Regions from separate parts of the Gossypium hirsutum genome. Here region 1 is linked to region 2. The links are chromatin contacts, called in public Hi-C maps. All regions are on one chromosome and are shown on one strand. The core of a region is the stretch at or near the end of the contact, and the rest is flanking DNA. Distances in the headings are between cores, read along the strand shown.

Evidence for each region. Hi-C and Micro-C count contacts between places; a contact is called where the count stands out from the background.
Region 1: a Hi-C map of leaf shows a contact between it and region 2, with 2.0 times the contacts expected there. The contact joins the promoter of LOC107925636 here to the promoter of LOC107925661 in region 2. A contact is called at or near these places in 3 of 34 Hi-C or Micro-C datasets (hypocotyl and leaf).

The regions. Positions count from the first base shown.
Region 1 is chrA01:115,631,091-115,635,627 of Gossypium_hirsutum_v2.1, reverse strand. It overlaps LOC107925636 (digalactosyldiacylglycerol synthase 1, chloroplastic), which reads left to right and starts at 2,579. Exons shown (of 7, transcript XM_016856341.2): 1 at 2,579-3,384. The coding sequence starts at 2,758. LOC107925637 (ribosome biogenesis protein NSA2 homolog) reads left to right here. Exons shown (of 9, transcript XM_016856342.2): 4 at 538-646; 5 at 726-794; 6 at 925-982; 7 at 1,096-1,331; 8 at 1,422-1,473; 9 at 1,555-2,043. The coding sequence ends at 1,622.
Region 2 is chrA01:115,359,470-115,364,006 of Gossypium_hirsutum_v2.1, reverse strand. It overlaps LOC107925661, which reads right to left and starts at 1,608. Exons shown (of 4, transcript XM_016856371.2): 1 at 782-1,608; 2 at 181-336; 3 at 1-82. The coding sequence starts at 1,120.

The DNA of each region.
Region 1 (4,537 bases), core at 1,330-3,829, 270 kb before region 2:
AATCGCGAATGCGATCACCTGCCGTAGTTGAGTGAATTTGAATAAGATGGTTAATTCATAGTGATCATACTGTCTATTGTTAAATCTATGTCCTTTTCATGCCACTTATTCCTGGGAAGCTAACTTGATTGTCTTCCATTTTCATGTTGCTCAAAATTGAAAATTTCTTTCGTGAGTAGCTAATCCATATCCGGTTGTCAGTGCATGTATTTTGGAATGGTTAAAATGCATTTATGAATGGTGGTATTAGAGAAGAGATTGAATGGTATTAGATATTGCCTTCTGATTTTCCCTGAGAATTTCTTTTAGAATTACTTCAAACATGTAAATGAATTAGAAAAACACACCTATAATTTATATTGTTTTGTTTACACCAAAGGATTTGAAACATGAGTTGAAACCTACCTTTGAGACATGAATTTCTTGTTTTAAAGCGTGACCTTGTTTCAAAGAGCTGTTATTTCTTCATCAGTTCTGGTCTCTTCTTTGTTAGTTATGTAATAACCGAGAATTATATTTTCATCATGTCAAGAACAGATTGGCTATGCATGAGGAATCATCAACTAGGCGTAAGGTTGATGACGAAGTCCAAGATGGAGCTATTCCTGCCTATCTTATGGATCGTGAAAATACCACACGTGCTAAGGTATGCTTATAAATGAGGTTGTTTCTTTAGTACCTATATTTATGTCAATCAATATATATAACATTATGCTTTGCCCTAGGTTCTTAGCAATACCATAAAGCAAAAGAGGAAAGAGAAAGCCGGAAAATGGGAGGTCCCTATTCCCAAGGTAATAAGACTTCCGAACTTTTCTGTTTGTTATATCTTAATATGTTCTTTCTCGATTTTTCTTTTGTATTCTGGTCTTAACGGTTCTCATAGTTACATTTGTTTGACTTTGAACTTTTGTACCTCTTTAGGTCAGGCCGGTCGCAGAAGATGAGATGTTTAAGGTGCTCAGAACTGGTAAAAGAAAAAGTGAGTATATACAATTTAGCTTATTCTGTTTGTCATGTCAACCATTAAAGAAACACAATCTTTATTTCCAGAGTTTGGTTGTCCAATTTATTTATGGTTTTCTTCTCTTGCAGCAAAGCAATGGAAGAGAATGGTTACAAAGTGCACATTTGTAGGACCTGGTTTTACAAGAAAGCCTCCAAAATATGAGCGTTTCATCCGTCCTTCAGGATTGCGATTTACTAAAGCTGATGTTACACATCCTGAGCTCAAGTGCACCTTCAATCTCGACATTATTGGGGTAAAGAAAAATCCCAATGGTCCAATGTATACATCTCTTGGTGTCATGACCAAAGGAACAATCATCGAGGTAAATTCTTTGTTTCCCATTCAAAATCATTTGGTATGACATCTGTTTACCTAGCATTATTGATACTCATTTTCTTCATGTCGAATTCAGGTGAATGTAAGTGAATTGGGTTTGGTCACGCCAGCTGGGAAAGTTGTTTGGGGTAAATATCCTCCTTGACCAATATTCGTGTTTTTCTTTATTGTTCTAGCGCTTATTCTAATCGGTTCCGATATGCGTGCAGGAAAATATGCTCAAGTAACAAATAACCCAGAAAACGACGGGTGTATAAATGCAGTTTTGCTTGTCTAAGAGGTTTACACCCCATGTGTTGGGTTGAGTCTGCTAACTTTGCTTGATTGTCATTTCATTTTATGTTGTTTAGTATGTTACATGTTTCAAATTTTGAGTAGTCATAAAGGGTAATTTTGAAAAGTGGAATGTTTTAAGTGGTAAAGAAACATGTGGATCGTGATTTGCATGAAGGGTGGATGAAGGTCAAAAACTGACAACCTTGGTGGGATCACATTGGCAGCTGCCCACAATTGCTAGCGGGAATCCGATGGCCACTAATCTCCCATATGGCATTTGGGATAGCCCTTTCCAGTTGCTTTGCATTCTATATATTTGTCCGCTTCGTAAAATCTAAAAATTTCAGAAAAATGTAATACAGAATTAGAGACGCTAAAATTTTCCAGATTGATCTCAGATAGACACCTGTTTAACTGTTAAATTTAGCCTTTAATATTTATTTTTTTATTAATGATAAAATTTTAAACGTTGATATTATAGTTATAATATAATGTCTTCGGTTTTAATCTATTAATTGATTATTGATACTAAAAAAATTATAAATTGGTTTAATCGATTTAACTACGACTTGTTCAAAAATCAGTTCATTTTTAATCTGACTGAGTAATCGGTTGTTTACATCAAGGAAGCATGGTTAGATAGGATAGCAGGAAAAGTCACACCAGCAAGGCATGGAAAATAAAGGGAAAGTTGGACAAGGAAGGTGGAAATCTTGGGCCTTAGCCAACCAAAATGGACCACGTGTACAAAATCACAATCGGGTTCAATGCAGATTCCCGCAAGGAATCGGCTCCTCTAAGCATATTCCATTAATTATCCATCTCCAAGAAGATCCTAACAAACGAATCAAAACGTGCCACCTCATATTTACACGTGACAGTCACCACGTAAGCAGGGAAATCTCTTGAACCATCTCACTATTCCTATGTGGAATTCCACGTGTCAGTTCCTACTACTTGTTCTTTGAGCACAAAACCTTAGCCGTTAAATCCTCATTGTCTCTCTCTCTCTCCCTTTCTCGTTCTCTTTCCTTTCTCGCCTCTGCAAAGTGTCAATCCCCAAAAGAGAAGAATTCAGGTTAAAGAAAAATTCTCTGTTAACGGAATATTGAAAATCTTAGCTGAATTTGCTCGCCATGGACAAGGGGTCTCAAACTACGGCAGCGGCGGCGGTGGCGACGACGACGACGTCGAATTCCAGTGCTTTCTCGTTCATTTCGAAAGGTTGGAGAGAGGTCCGTGACTCGGCCGACGCGGATTTGCAGCTTATGAAGGACCGAGCCAACACGTTCAAGAACCTCGCAGCGAGTTTTGACAGGGAAATTGAAAACTTAATACAATCCGCGACTCCAACTTTTTCGGTACCAGCGATCCGGCAATCATCGGAAATTGACTTCATGAAGAAGTTGCAGCCTAAGATATCGGAGTTCCGGAGGGTTTACTCGGCGCCGGAGATTAGCAGGAGAGTGATGGAGAAATGGGGGCCGAGAGCGAAGTTAGGGATAGACTTGTCAAGGATAAGGAGCGCGATTGTGGCGGAGGTGGACGAGACCGAGGAAGAGGATATGTATGGAATTGTTGAATTTAATAAGTTTAAGAAAGATAGGAGGGCGAGGTTTACAGAGGAAGGGCAATTTGGGGATTGGGAACCAATTCGGGCATTGAAGACAAGGTTAAGGGAGTTTGAGAAGAAAAATGCGTCGGTGGAAATTTTTGGCGGGTTTAAGAATAGTGAGTTTGTGGAGAAAGTTAAGTCCAGTTTGGTAAGTTCTTTTGTTTTCCCTGCTTTTTTCTAGACTGAGACTTAAACCCTTAGCGCTACCTTTCTTTCCCAGTTATTTGGCTTGTTTTTCTTTTCAATGTTTATGATTGGTGTGTCAGTTCTTTTTGGGTTTATTTCCTTAATACAGGGCTTTTTAGTTCCAGAATTCTCTTTTTGGTTGAATGAAGGAAACAGTGATGAATGCGCGGTGTAGTTAATGTTAGAGCATCTTGCTGATAACAAGGTATTGTTCTCTTTGGTGCTGTTGGGCTGACGGGTAACTGTTGGAGAGCGATGCTCGCTCAACGTTGTCCCTAGTTTTGTTGATGTATGAACAAGTGAAACCATGACATGAAGAGCAAGAGCACACGATGCTATGGTCGCTAAAAAGCGAGCTTATGTGGAGACTTGAATCCATGACCTCTAGTCTCCCAATCGGTTCAAGTCTCCCAATATGCTTACTTTTTAGGGATCATGGCACCATCTGCTCTTGCTTTCCAGCAGCCCGTGGTTTGCTTGTTTAGGTGCAAGTGGTCTATCCAGGCTTGCTTCAGAGCTGGGGGACAAAACCTTGAGGGTGCGTAGCTCTACAACAGTAGCGCTTGGTGCAATGACACCTAAAGAGTACAACACTTTCGCATTATCAGCACAATTCTTTAATGGTTAGAAAATTGAAATTTTTAGGATACTGAAATTGTAAATTAGAACAAAATGTTAGATAATCTCATGAGTTCATTCGAGTTTTTTAAGATGCTTGAATTTTTATTTTTTAAATGCATTTAATTGGGCTTGTAATAGTCATGCTCATACTAATGAAGGTTTTGGTTGCTTCTCATGCCATGGCTGGGAATTTTTATTGGTTTCAATTTCATATTTTGCTTCTAGGATGTTGTGCTTCAAATTAACATGTTGGTGGCTAGGTTGAATTGTATATTTTATGATTTAAAATAATAAGATGAAAATTGTGATAATATTTAGATAATAGGGCCTTCTATAACTCATTTACCTCTAAAATAAACATGGTAGTTATGGCTTTTAAAGGCTGAATCCTGTGGCATATGTAGACACGCCTTGTTCTTTAATGGGAAGATGATACAATGACTGCTTTAAAATTGCCTGGTTAATCAATTGGTTCATATATTTGGATATGGATG
Region 2 (4,537 bases), core at 359-2,858:
GTGATGCAATAGGCACTACAGCTCTCTGTTCCGGCTCACTGGTTTCTTGAGTAGTTCTTAGTTCCAACAGGCTAAGTGATATCTACAGGATGAATAACAACTTAATAATTATAACATGAAAAAAAAACATACATCTCCGAATGAAGAAAAAAAAAAGAAACTTTCGCAAGAGGCACATACGTAGAGTTGGGGACTTGGCTCAGCGGCACCAGTGGAAAGTGTGAGCGGTATTTTTATCTCAAACTCTTTATCTTCAGCCACAGATGCATATTCAGCAAGATTCAACGATGCCGTCCCAACAACAGTAGCCTTGTTCTTTGGTCCCTGGTTCAGCCCCTGTATCGAGAAAGATAACCTCTTGAAACGGACAACAGTACGATGATAAAAGAAAAACATAACCTTCCATAATTTAGACCAATCAAAAAGATCAGACAGAAGAATTAGTAAGTCAAACAAGAAAACCAATGATGGAAACAGCTGTTTCTGATGTTTCCTATGGAATAAAATTAGCAATGTTTCAGAACATGTCCAACTGTCCTATAGTCAACAGTCATAAGGAAACAAAACAATCAGATGAATAGCAAAACTGGTTCGAAACTAAATTCTATTCTATGGATTTGTATAAAAACATGGATCAGATAAAAAAAAATCTTCATTTCAATTTCAGACCAATTGAACAACCAAAATAACATACCAAACAAAATCAAAGAGTAATAAATTGAATACCCAAAAGGCCAAAAACACTTAACTCTTCAAAGAAACATGTTCTTGTGAGACTTACATTCAAGACAGAGAAAGCGATCTCCCAAGGATGAAAGACATTGTCTTTATAAGCCGATAAGCTACAAAGGGTTTGAAACTCTTCATCCCATATAATGACGCCGTTCTGGCCAACGCCGCCGTCGACTTCTTTAGTGAAATTCCTCTTAACCGTTCGCCTTAAAGAACCAAGCGAAGCCTTTGGACCTTTCCATCGAATCTCCACCGTTAATTTCTCCGGCTTCTCCTCACCTTCCCTTTTCAGATCCCACCCTTCTAATCTCCTTACAATTAACTTCACCTCGTACTTTTTCGAAACCAGAGGCGGCCATGGTCGCCACCTCATCATCTTCACCACCATTTCCCAAACCCAAAATCCAACAACAACAAAGAAACAACCTTAAATTCGTGGAATTGTAAATTTTCTCGAAATCCCAGAAATTATATATGTTATCTTTCTGGGTTTTTGAAATGTAAACCCCAAACTACCCAAAAAAAACAATCTTGAGGTTCTTGAATCAAAATAGAGAAGGAAAAGAAAGAAAGGTAGTTAAAAGAGAGATTAAAAAATGGCGATTTTAATAGTTAAAAGGGAAAATGATTTGATTTTGAAAGGAAAAGGGATTACTCTCTTGGGGACAGAGTACAGAGACAGAAGGGAAGGGGGTCCCTATTTATAATAATAAAAATGAAGGGAGAGAGTGGACATTGATGAAGGAAGAAGGTTGAATGAACTTAGGCTCAGGGTCCGGGGTTAATAGGGTAACTAGGGTTAAAAGTGGGGGAGGCCAACAAAGACAAAAGGGTTAAACTTTAAGTAAGCAGAGAGAGAGAGAGTGAGAGACAATGATTCTGGTATCGACGGGGGCACGATGTAACCGCGTAATAACGATATTTTTTTTTTCTACAAAAAGAAAAAATTAGAAACGCATACTATTGGTAACATTCACAGTCAACCTTTGAATCCACTCACAAACGCACACTTTGATCCCTCTTACTTATTAGAGTCAATCCGTCCGACAAAATTGATTTATTGTTTAGAAGCGGCTCAAGGTACATTTACTTTGAATTTTGATAAAATTGTAAATACTTCATTCATGTGTATTTTCACCCAGATAATTATCATAAATCTTTAAGATTAAAATATAGAGAATTTAAATACTTTAGGACTTTTTTATTGTAGATGTAAATTAATCTCAGCCATTAATATAATTTGATTTATATTTTTAAATTTAAGAAAGTTTAACTATAAATAAAAATTTAAGATTATGATCTTTCAAAAGTTAAACTGAGTGTGTGATTTGTCAAACTAAAGTTCTAAAATCGTAACATTAACCCTTACTGTTTTATCAGTATTCAACAAAAAACAACCTAGCGAAGGAGAACAACCTAGCGGAGGAGGCTTCCAAGCGATTCAATGAGGACCCTGATGGATACGTGAAACTAGGGATAGCCACGCTCGTTCAATATCTCAAATGAAATTTCATGCATATGCTAGCACTTCTTGTGGTGAACTCAATATTCCTTGAAAATTTTGCTTGTTCTGACACTTCCATAAACCCCATAAGATAAATGTAATCATATCCCATGGAAGCATTTGAAACTCAACAACTCCCTAGACCAACAATTACGTTCTAACCACTGCCAGAAAGGAATAAAAAAGAAATCTGATTGCATATTATTAATCCGCAAGGATATCTATACCTCTCTCGTAAAAGGACATATGCCTAAAATATGATCCATAAATTTCAAATCAAATCAGATTCCGCACAAAGAGCATTATAAGTAATATGCTTACGATATCGAAACTGATTAGAGTTGAAACAAAACAATTCTTGAGTCAGAAGATATATTTTATAAAGTAATTTTATTTTTGAGACTAATGAGATTTTTTTTCAAAAAAATTTATTTAATTACTTCATCAAAATTCTATTACTCGATGTAACAAGGTGCTTGAAGAAGCACATGACCTGGAAATGCAAGATATAACATATTATAAGTATTATTAAAGAATAAGAAAAAAAAATGTAAGAGTTTGAACATCCTTTAACATATCATGATAAAACACATGTATATGACCTACTCATTAATTTTGATAATCATATTCAAAAATAAAGATCATAAGTGTACTACCGGTAAAAGAAATATTAAAAAAATTCACAAGCAAATTTAAGAATTTTTAAAATAACTTTATTTATTATTATTTTTATTTCACTTGAATAACATAATAATCCACATATATATAATAGAAAATATTTGGTATAATGAATGTAAGATATAATAAATAAAAATTAAAAATAAATACATATATAATTTTTTTTAATGATATTGACAATATCCAGATATTAACCTATATATATAATTCAATGTCTATCAATAATCAAAAAATAGGTCATAAAATTAGGAGTGGCCCAAGATTTTGAAAGTAATATGTAATCAATAAAAGCATTCAAAATTGTGGGGGGAGTAGTGGCTAGATATGTACCCACTCTTGAAATTACATAATAGTAAAAATAACAGTAAAGGGGAAGTAGGGTCGAATCCTCAGGGATCGGATTGTACGAATTCTCGTTTCTTGAAATCCTGGACAATTTCTTGGCCAAGAAAACCTGCGTTCCTGAAAAATAAAAAAAATAAAATTAAAAATCTAGAAAAATAAAAATAGAATTTAAAGTGAATTGAAATTGCGAAATTAAATAAATTGCAGAAATTAAAATGAGGAAAAATAAATAGAGTTAGGAAAAAGAAAGTTTCTTATGTGGCGAGATTCCAGCCTCCGGTTGTCTCGTTCTGCCTTGGGTTCAATCATTGGCTTTTAAGTAAGCCTTCTCGAGCAAGATAAGTCAGTTATAGTGGAAGAGGACGCTTATGACCACCAGCTCCTAAGATTTAGACTTAAGATTTGGCAGAACCTGACTCTAACCAATGATCGCTTTTGTTGGGACTATCTTCTGCTAGATCACCACTTCCCAACGGCGAATACCACACCGTTTTGTCTCTTGGATTCGCCAACCTCTAACGCAGAAAGCCAATGAACCGACTATGTAATCTTCCCAAAACGTACAAAGCGGCCGTTCCTTGCACAAGTTGAAAAGATCACCTATTAAGGGACATGGACGAAAGCGTCAGCCCCGTAGTGCGGAGAAACAATAAATACCCTGTTGAGAAGGCTAAGCGCAGATTCTAAGCCTCATGAACCTTTTTGGGAGATTTTGACAACCTTCGGCTAGATTAGTTTAGTGGCTCATGATTTTTGGGGAAGAAATAAATAAAATAGATATGAGATTTTTATTGAAGAAAATATGGAGAGAACAAAAAGACAGAGTTTTTGGGAGAGGGAATGTTTACAGGAAAACGAGATGTCTAATATATGCCACTCCATCCCCTATTTATAGTACTAGAAAACCTATTTTATTCCTAATGAAATTCTAAAAGATAAATACTAATAAATAAAGATAATTAAAGATAAATAAAGATAAATGAAAATAAATCCTAAAATTAAATCTAAATAAAAATCCTTAATAGTTATCCTAATATAATTGAAATTAAAATAGAGTCTTGTGCTATAAAATCTCTTCTTTTACATTTTAGTCCTTAGGTCTTCCATATTTGCATTTTTGGCACCACTTCTCTCTTTCTTTGCATGTTGGCCCATTATATCTTCAAATTTGTACTTTTTGCCTTTGAATTTCCTCTTGCCTCCAATTTAATCCCTAAAAGATAAAAGACCACAAAATAATCCAAATTAGTAGGATCATACTCAAAATAATCATGCAAT